Linked DNA regions of Anas platyrhynchos: region 2 is linked to region 1. The links are chromatin contacts, called in public Hi-C maps. All regions are on one chromosome and are shown on one strand. The core of a region is the stretch at or near the end of the contact, and the rest is flanking DNA. Distances in the headings are between cores, read along the strand shown. Region 1 has its middle 5.9 kb from the start of TMEM273. Region 2 overlaps C6H10orf71 (chromosome 6 C10orf71 homolog).

Region 1 (5,146 bases), core at 1,462-3,961:
TCTGTACCAGGTGAATTTGGATTATTTGTTCATTTGGTCTGTATCAATGTGCAAAGAACATTTTTTACATTTCTAACCCAGACTGATTTTGTGTTATGCTGGCAGCAGGAAAGATGGGTATAGCAGATGGCAGTATCTTCTCTGGTGAAGGAAAGCACTTATGCATCTCTTTGGGAAGCTGTGTATCTTTTGGGTTAACAACTGCCAGCTAGCACTTCAGGAGCTGGGATGAAATGGAGTCACCATCCCTGAGGGTGTTTAAAGAAAGCTTGGATGTGGCACTAAGGGATATGGTTTAGTGTGTGGTATTGGTGGTAGGGGAATGGTTGGACCAGATAGAGGTGGTTTTCCAACCTTTATGATTCTATGGTTCTATGAAATGCAGGTAGGCACACAAAAATTTGGGTTGAAAAATCAACATAGCAAACCATGTGGCTAATGTTTTCATTTTAAAGGTGCATATCTGGTGTGTGAAAACAGTCAAATTTGTTCTAGATGGGGTTTCAGACCAGGTAAAGTTTTGGATCCTGGGACACCTGCTGATTCTGTTTCTGGAATGATGCTTTACACCAAAGGATTTCAATTCCTTTTTAGTTTTGAACAGCTAAAAATTTTCCAGGAAAGCTATCAAGCTCTGAGTAGTGCATTTAGGCCTGCAGATTTGTTCTTAGGATTAGCTATGGTGATTCTGAAACATAGCTTACAGCATAATGTGCATTTGTAGCCCACAGCTCAGAGGAATGATTTTACAGAGACTTGTATTCTTACTTGTCTTTAGACAACCCTAATCTGATCTGGAGCCCATTGTATAACATGTTTATAAACACTGGAGACAAACTGTCCAGTATGAAGTAGTTTATTTAGGTTAGAAGATTAATAAGAAAGAGTCTTTCAGGCTTCTCATAATGCCACCAGCTAGCCTGTCAGTTAGCTGCCGGTGTAGAATGAGAAGGACGTGTTGATGCTTGAGATGACTGGGAAGTGTTTCACTTAGCTAAGGAAATAGGAAAGAGGTCAGGATCCTGCCTTCGACATAGCAGCCCATGAGTCACTGGGAGGAACGTGTGGGAACACACAGAGCACAAGTTTACCAGGTTAAAGGAACTGAGGAGACAACATAAGGCCTGTGTCCCTCCAAAAACAAGGCTGCAAACAGTTGTCACTGGAGACAGCAGCTCTGTTTGTTTTTGTAGTTTGATCTTGTTTTATTTTCAATAGAAGCAGCTCACATTTTATTAGCAGCTTGAGACCATCTGACCTGACTTGCTTTTTCCCCTGAAAGGGATTATTTTTCCATACAGACATCTTTCAGGGGGAAGTTTCTTTTAAAACTACAAAAACTTCACCAACTGGCAAATACCTCAACCCTCAATCAAATTTAGTTGAAATTGTTCAATAAGTCCAGATGACTTGGGAGGGCTGAGGAGCACACACGGGCAACACTGATCATGTCTGCCTTGTTGTAGGAAAACATGGCATAGAGAATCTATGGATCCCACCTCTCACCCACACTGCCCCCTGGAGATATCCTGAAATATTTTTGTCTTGGTTGTCTTAAAAATGTGTATACTCCCACGTGGATAACCTGTTGCTTTTTGACTGTATGTCCTCTATTGCATGGATGGATTTCTTGCATTGAGTGGAAAGTATTTATTACAGTATAGAAAGAACCTAATCTGTATTTTCCTTTCTTTATTAAAACAAAAACAAAAATAACAAAACAAAACAAAACAAAAAAACACCTAGAAAACACTACCAAAAATAACAGTAGAAGAACTCTATTGCCCTAAGACAACCTTTTGGAAATGCTATTTTGTGCTACCATGGGAAATATCAGAAATAAGCTCTGCTAAATCAAGCTGCTGCATATTTCCATGGCTGTCTTTAGTAACACAGTTCTATGGTGCTCAGTCTTTCCTGTCCCCTTTTCCCTGTCCTGTTCCCACCTGGCTTCAAGAGCAGATCCTCTCCCCATCTGAAACAGTGAATGAGGCAGAGTGAAGAGGGCAGTTGTTCAGCATATCTGTTTATTCCCATCCTTATGTGGGAGTAGTGGGCCTTATTTATTGTCTAACCCCTGTGCTGAACACAGAACAAACTTGTATAATACCAGGGAAGCTGCTTTGTGTGTATAAACAGGTGCTTTGGCAGATGAGGACCGGCAAGCTCGGGCAGCTCCTGCGGGTGGGCATGAAGCAGAGAGCAGCACTTCGGCATTGCTGAGCCCTCTCTCCATCTGTCACAGGCGATGGCTTTTACCACTTGATCCAACTCTACCAGAAAGCTGGGTTAGGCTCAGGATGGAGGTGTCTGCTTGTTTTTTTTCATCAGGCTTCAGCTAACAGCTCCTCTGTACAGGTCAGCTCCACACTGGAGCTGTGAGTCTGCTCAGGGAGAGACAGGACCCTCTGCCCAGATCCCGTGGATTTCCATATGTGCAGTAGCCCATTGGAAAACCTCACTATGTTGCATTTGTCTCATTGCTGAGGTCTGTCTGAGCGAGCTGCTGGAGGAGGAGGTTCCTCCACGTGCTACTTTTTCTCTGAAGCACTGTGAATCACAGTGGGGATGCTGTGGAATTTGGGAATGATGCTACAGGAGTTGGGAGGCTGTGGGTGAAGCAACAGTGCCACAAAGCTGTGCTGCCCCTACTCATTAAAGATGTCCTTGGGGGTAAGATTGGCTCTCTGCTCTCTGAGCAATGAGTTTAGGCTTGGGCGACCTTAAACAAAAGCTGCAGTACCCGCTGGATGACAGTGTCTGCTCCTCTGCTTATCAAGTGTGTCTTGGTTGCTGGCGCGCGCTGTGTTGATAAAGTTCCTTTAGTGCGGCAGCATTGCTGGAATTTTTCCTGTGTAGGTTTTCATACGACATGAGCAAAACATCCAAGGCAGCCCAGCTTTGTCATTGTTGCACATTCTGATACACCCGGCTGTGTCTTAAAATACCTTTGAAGTGTTAGAAAGCTGCTAAGCAGCCTCTGAAAATGGCCGTTTACTCTTTGCAGGTGGCATGCACAGAGCAAAATAGAAGGGCCAGGAAAATTCAGAGCAGGAGAATGAAAGGGTAAAAGTATGCCCAATTCCCACCAGTATTCTAGCATCTCCCATCCACCTGTACTCTGTGTAAGCAGAGAAATACAGGTGTGTTGGACTTTGTGGACAGTGAGGACATTGTGAATAAAATGCTTGCAAGAACATTGTGGTTATTGGAAAAAGACTAAACAATAGAGAGTCTGGAAACCTGGCACTGGAGTTAGACTTGAGAGGAAGCTAAACAATCATAAATTTTGAAGGAACTACAAAGGCAAAAGGTTTTGCATTAGTCCGCTTCAAATGCTATGTGATTCTAATGCAGAGGAAAAGTTGTGTGTTTTTTATTTTTATTTTATTTTATATTTTATTTTATTTTATTTTATTTTATTTTATTTTATTTTATTTTATTTTATTTTATTTTATTTTTTATTTTATTTTATTTTATTTTTCAAATTCTTGAGAGTTTTGCACCTCATGGGGGTCTAGGACTGGGAAGCAGATCCCAGCCATGCTCAGGCTGTGTCGGGGTACAGAGCAGCAGCATCTTCTGCTCTCCAGAGGTTCTCTGTTCTTCTGAAAATCATCCTGTTCATTTTACTGTTAACTCAGGAAGCAGAGCACAATCTCTAGCCAGTGTTTATAAGAATATAAATGTAAATAGCTGTGTTAATGGTAAACCTCAGGGTACCCAGAAAAGAAATGAGGAAATCAAATGATATGAAGATAAAGGTACCATTGCCAAAACAGAGTGCCTCTATTGTTTTTCTAAAACACATTTCTATATATGTGTTTATATATATATATACACACCTTATTTAAAAGAATAATAAAAAAGAGCAAGATAGGACACCCAGTGCAGTCAGAGTTCTCAGTGTTTAACTTTGCCTTTTCTTGACATGTTTGACAGCTTCTTAAGGTTTTTTGGATATTAACAGTTTCTAGAGGTACTGAGCATCCTTTTTCTTTAGGGTGTACAATAAGAGGGTGACAAAAGTAAACTGCCCACCTGTAATAACACTTAGTTTTAATGAATTAATTAGGCTTTGAAGGGAAGAGTAAAGGGAGGTAGATGGGAGGAGAAGGTGGCAGAACTGACAGATTTGTTCTTGTTTTCAATTGCTGTAGTGAAGGTGATTTGGTACTTTGCTCTTATGTGTGTGGTCCTGTTTTAACAATGCTGGTGTCAGGAAAGTTAAATAGGTCCTCTGTGTCCTGCACAGGCCAGGATGCAGTGTTGGAGGTGATGGGAGAGCTGGGAAGCAGGAAAGATTTTGTACAACTCGTGGTCACAGTCTCGTCAAATGCAATGAGAGCTGTGTTAGATCATGCAGCAGGCCCTTTTTGGCTGACAGCCAGCAGATCAAGCAGCCAAGGAAAAGACAGGCATGTGGGAATTGAAAATGGCACTGTGGGGGGGCAAGAAACAGAGGCTGCTGGGCTGACTATAGCCCTTAGCCCCTTTTTACCCTGGAAAGTCTGCATTTGCCCTATTGAAATGGTATACATGTGCTTATAAACATGTGGCTTACACCTCTGGAGCAAAAGGAAGAGGTTTTATGTATGTCAGGTACTTTTATGCTGATTGAACTGTTTTCACAGTGAATCTTGAAACTATTCAGACAGAAAATTGCCTTTTGTTACATTTTAAAATCAGGCCAAAATACCAATGTCGGTTCAGTTGTGATAAACCCAAACTTAATCTAACCATTTTTGCTAATGCAGCCGGAGAGACCATTTCTTTCCGTGCAACAGCTGCAGCCTAGGGAGGCATTAGAATGAACAGGCTCATTGTTTGTAGAGGAAGGGCAGGGAATGAGGATTTCTCCTCTGATATCTCCCCACGCTGGTCTGAGGGAATCTGCATCTGCTGGCCTCTGCGGGTAGCAAAAAGGTCACTCAATGTGCTGGCTGGTGAATGTGGGGGAAGCAGCATTTTGCTGCATGCTGATTAAGTGGTTTATTAGTATTTCAAGAGTAATGGTGTCAAAGGTATGGCATCTAGCTCTGAAGGCAGAGGATTTGGGGAGCAAATATGTCTTTCAATGAGATATTGTTGATCTCTGTCATAAAAATTGTGTTGACTGCAGTCCTCCTTAGCTCTAAGGTACCTC
Region 2 (4,656 bases), core at 1,928-4,427, 35 kb after region 1:
ATGTTACTTTTCATGGCCTGCAAAGTAAAATAATAAAATTATCTGAAATTAAAAGACATTGTAAAAATTTGTGAAATTTGTAATTGAAGTTCTCTTCAGAATCTTATTATGTGAAATTTCTAAGACAATCTAAATGAGAGCATTCTCCCATCACACACATGCACATGCACACAAACACACAAGCAAACACATTTCCAGATGCTAACATTGTCCACAAGGTAGCAATTCAGAGTGCCAGCCATCTCTGCTGGTGCAGTCTGGGATTAAATAATGTCTACCACACCACTCTTAGGTCTAGATAGTCTGGTTATAATTGCAGAAAAGATCAAGATTACTTTGTCACAAATGCACTGCTATTGTCAGTGGTGAGGGAAGCCAGCTAGAAAATCAGCATTGCCCAGAGGACATGATTTGGTGGCCTAGCCATGTGGTGTAACTGTGTAGGTTCCAAATCCCATTCCTTCTCATGTTGGTCTGAATGCCACATGGAGGCGATGTTTGTCTCTGTAGAGATGTTGGATTTCTCTTTACTGTGGCTACAGTTACTCATGTAGCCTTCTGGACAATGCACCGGTGTGGGCTTAGGAAGTAGATGTATTTTGAGTCACCAATTCTGTTCTCAGTTATTCTACTGACGTCAGTAACATGACTCTAGATTTATACCAGTGTAACTGAGAACAGAAGTTGGCTTAAAGTCAAGAACAGTGTCTCCTCTTCTCTGGCCCAGGACAAGCTGTTCAAGACACAATTGCTGGGCCAAATCCACAAGGGGAATGGACCCCAGTCTACACTGATGTGGTCCAGACACACAGTTCCCTCACCTTGCCGTTCAGTGCAATGATCAGTTGGCACAATACCTGAAGTCACCTTGTTCTGTGCTAGTCATTTCTTTCAGTGTTTGGGGTCTTCAATATAAGCCAGATAGCCCCAGTTCTCCATCCACCATCAGCTGGAGCAGGTGTTTTTATTTCAGTAAAGTGGTTCTTCTTCCATCGAGCAGAACTCTCTGTGGCTGCCCATAATGACCACATGCATAAATGAAAGTGATCTTGCTGAATGAGGGAGACAGAGACTTGTGCTAACAGTTTTCACCTTATGACCATCCTTATGAAGAAACTGCCTTTCCTGATGGTTCAGGGAAATGTGAATGGAATATCACTGTCTCTCTTGCCAGGCAGCTCCTTGGTGAGGGTGTTGTAATCTTCCTCCCAGACCATGTGCCCTGAGTACTGCTCAGAAGAGGCAGTGTTTGTGGAGATGCCCATGCATTAGGGCAGGTCTGAGGGAACACTTGGTTCTGATGCAGCACAGTATGACCAACCCACACACTCTTGGCAGTCCAAGCAGCTAGCAGTCACTGCAGGGCTCTGGGTTTTGAGCTTCCTTGTGGATGGATGCCATACAGAGAACACCACATGAAGAAACCAGCTCGCAAAGATGAAAAACATACAACCAAACTTCCTTCCCTGTCCCTTCCCTTCCCATCCTCAAGGGAAATGCAGTGCTGCGGACTTCAGACTGCTATGTAACTTGCAAAGGCACTGCCAAAATGCCACCGCGATGTGTCACGGCAAAATATTTCAGCCAAATACCAGCCCAAGGGGGGTGGAGGAACCAACCATCCCTTTCTGTATTGCAGCAGCACTGATGTCACACACTGCAGCCAGCTTTGCTGGTTCACCCAGCTCCTGCCTAGTGAAAACAGTTGACATTCAGTTTGTGCCAGGCCAGGAATAGTCTCTGTAACTTAACCTCCTCATCACAACTTGCTAGGCATGTAAGAGATCCCCTGAAAAAAGCCTCTTTTTTAGAAGGGAAGGGAGTTTGATTTCTGATTAAGCTCCTTGAAATCTGTACATTCATCAAAGCTTTTCCAGTAGCTTGTATCGGGTGGTGCCTACTGCAAACACCTGAGATGTTCCTCAGCATTTCCCAAGCAGTTTCAAACGTTCAGATTTGCTTTCTTCTATATTGAAAATAAATAGACTAAAATCACATATCCCAAATTTTAGAACTAGCTGAATCCTGAGCTAAATTCAGACATTGTACCTTGCTTGCAGGCTTCCATACTTGTCCAAATAGATAGGGAAATGTGATTTTACCGGGTTACCAAGCCAACTATAAACAGCTTTCTTTGCCCAGCAGTTTGGAAGGTGATGTTATACAAATATAAGGAATAGTTAGACCAGTACAGTCCTGCTATTTCAATTCAGTCCTTGCAATGATCTGCATCTTGAACACTTGGTGTAGGTACATCTTTTCCAGCTTGAAACATTACACTGCCCAAGTGTTAATGTTATGTCCAGGCAAGACAAGGATCTTCACAAGGGTTTCAGAGACAGTGACAGTCACTATTCTACTTTAATCAGTGGCGCTGAGTTGTTTTTGTAACAGTGACTCCATCTAGGAAAATAATTGCTGAGATTACATCACAATCCCCATGTTTATTGTTACCCTACTCACTTTTCAGCAAATGTTCTCAGTTTACAAGGGACAAGATGTTTCTTCAGACCTCTGTCCATGATATCTGAAAGCCAAGCTTCCTCCTAGTTCAGGCATCACCACCAATAAATAGTGATAAGCATTGTGCCACTGGAATTTAGTCAACAGCTCCGTTGATGAGTGTGCCAGAACATAATCACATGCTCCCATGGCTGTGTTGGCTTTGCACAGTTAAGAGTACCACAGAAGCAGTAAAATTGTAATTTAATCTCTGGGCACATCTCTGCAGCGAGGATGCCCTTTTACATCTGTCTACAACCAAATGTAGCATTTTTTGGTATTTCTTTGCTTCTACTTTTTTTTTTTTTTTTTTCCAGAAATCTTAAAAAAGACTGTGAAAAGTTCCAGTTGATACAAGCTTGTCCTTAGACTAACAGAGATAGCTTTCCTTCCTCAGATAAGGTGTAGGAGACCATCCCAGCAGGCAAGCTTTTGTTGCCCCTTTGGCCAGTGTGTTTTGACTGCTGCAGACTGACACAGACGTTTCCTTAGAGCAGGCTCTTCCTTCAGGAAAATCTACACTACCTACTTCTATGTCCCATTTGCACTACCTTAGTGCCAGAAAGTTCTCCCTGTAGGAAATAACTATTGTCTTGCAAGTATTAGACACACTAGCCTGAAATCCCTGGGGGTCTCCCCAGCAAATGGGCAGCAGCAATGTGTGTCTGCCATAGCTGAACTTTCCTTTAGCGTCTCCTTATTCTGACTCAAGTGCAGAAGCAAAAAGATGCTTTGTTTACTGCCCCTCACCATCCCAGCTGTCCACCTTTGGTCTTCTTTACAACAGAGGCAGTAAAAACAATGGGTTTTCAGGTCTCAGCTGCTTCAGTTCCCAGCCCAGCAGATGGACATCTGTCTGTCCTTGCTGGCAGTAGGAAGTCAGATGCAGCTGGAATGGAGGCACTCATTTTCCTCTGTAGTCCCTCTGGAAGGGTAGCACAGCTGGGAGGTAGAGAACAGCAGGAAAGAAGTCATCTGGTGGCCCAATCCCTCCTTTTAACCTGGAGAAATCACCCACCCTCTAGAGTGGGAAGACAGCAATGGTTATTGCTCACTCGGCAGCTGGTCTCTGGTGGGGCTACTGTGTTGAAGGTTGTTTGACTGTTGTCTGTTAGGAACCTGACTGCCTTCCACAAGGTACCAAACCCTCAAATTATCAGTGTGGGATGGATACCTGTCTCTTTTGGTAAGAAATTTTGTAAATCACTCCTGAAATCATTCTAAAATGTAAATGAACATATGAATGAATGAGTACAGCATGTGAGAAAATCTTCAGCTCGTGCAAACAAATGTCTTTGTTTTTGAATTGTAGAACTCAAGATCAAAAATGCTGAAGATTGGAAACGTCCCAATATACTCCTTCTGTCACATCTACGTTGTTGGACTGTTTTTACCTCCTCACTAAAGATGGTCAGAGATGAAGCCAAATACAAGCATGAGAGGAAGTTCTAGAGTTGAGAAGCAAAATTACATGGCAGGTATGCACCTGAATTTCCCTCTCATGTAAGAGTTAAGCATCTCAGCCAAGAGCAGGATGGCCTTTCTCTGGTCTTTTTTTTTTTTTTTCCTTGCTGCATTATACACAAAAATGTATGTATGGTAGGGAAAATGAAGCTCTGTTTTGAAAAATCTTTGTAAAACATAAAATCGAGAAGCTCTACTAAGCTCATTTTATTCTGGTGTATATCTACTGTAGTTCTGCATAAGTCATTGGAATTGTATGGCTGGGAGGACAGAATCAAGATTCACTATGATAATTTAAATTTATAAATAGGTTGCCCTATTTATTTATTTTTTTAATAATAAAGGAAGGTGAAGAGTGTTTTCATTTCAAGAAAGAACTGTCTGAGTTATCTCAGCTGAGTAAGCCTGGTTTCTCTGACTTTTCATACTTGGACTAGCACTGAGTCATTACTGAGAAAATATGTCATTTCCAAGAGTCGCATGGAGACATGACAAAGTGGAATTGTGGACCTGGACAGCTGGAGGGTCTGAAATCTGGATTTCATTACTCAGTTCGATAGTAGATTCAAACTGTAGATGGGGATAACCTCCACCTGTATAGAAGCTGGATGCTACTGTAGACGTGAACTTCGCTGTTTCAGATCATCACAAGTTAATGAGGCAATTCTACTGGGAAATGGAAATACAGAT

Evidence for each region. A called contact is a pair of places that touch in the nucleus more often than the background predicts.
Region 2: a contact with region 1 is called in a Hi-C map of small yellow follicle, with 2.6 times the contacts expected there. The contact joins two enhancer-like sites. A contact is called at or near these places in 4 of 8 Hi-C or Micro-C datasets (F5 follicle, skeletal muscle, small yellow follicle and 1 more).

Annotation. Positions count from the first base shown.
Region 1 is chr6:22,634,985-22,640,130 of IASCAAS_PekinDuck_T2T, forward strand. No RefSeq gene overlaps it. Among named protein-coding and RNA genes, the nearest start is that of TMEM273, 5.9 kb to the left of the region's middle. Within about 2 kb of position 2,712, at least 6 of the 8 cell types and tissues checked have an H3K27ac peak or open chromatin away from gene starts, as enhancers often do. A contact at or near this core is called in small yellow follicle, where this site is marked.
Region 2 is chr6:22,669,619-22,674,274 of IASCAAS_PekinDuck_T2T, forward strand. It overlaps C6H10orf71 (chromosome 6 C10orf71 homolog), which reads left to right. Exons shown (of 4, transcript XM_038181135.2): 3 at 3,815-3,980. Among named protein-coding and RNA genes, the nearest start is that of C6H10orf71, 19 kb to the left of the region's middle. Within about 2 kb of position 3,178, at least 2 of the 8 cell types and tissues checked have an H3K27ac peak or open chromatin away from gene starts, as enhancers often do. A contact at or near this core is called in small yellow follicle, where this site is marked.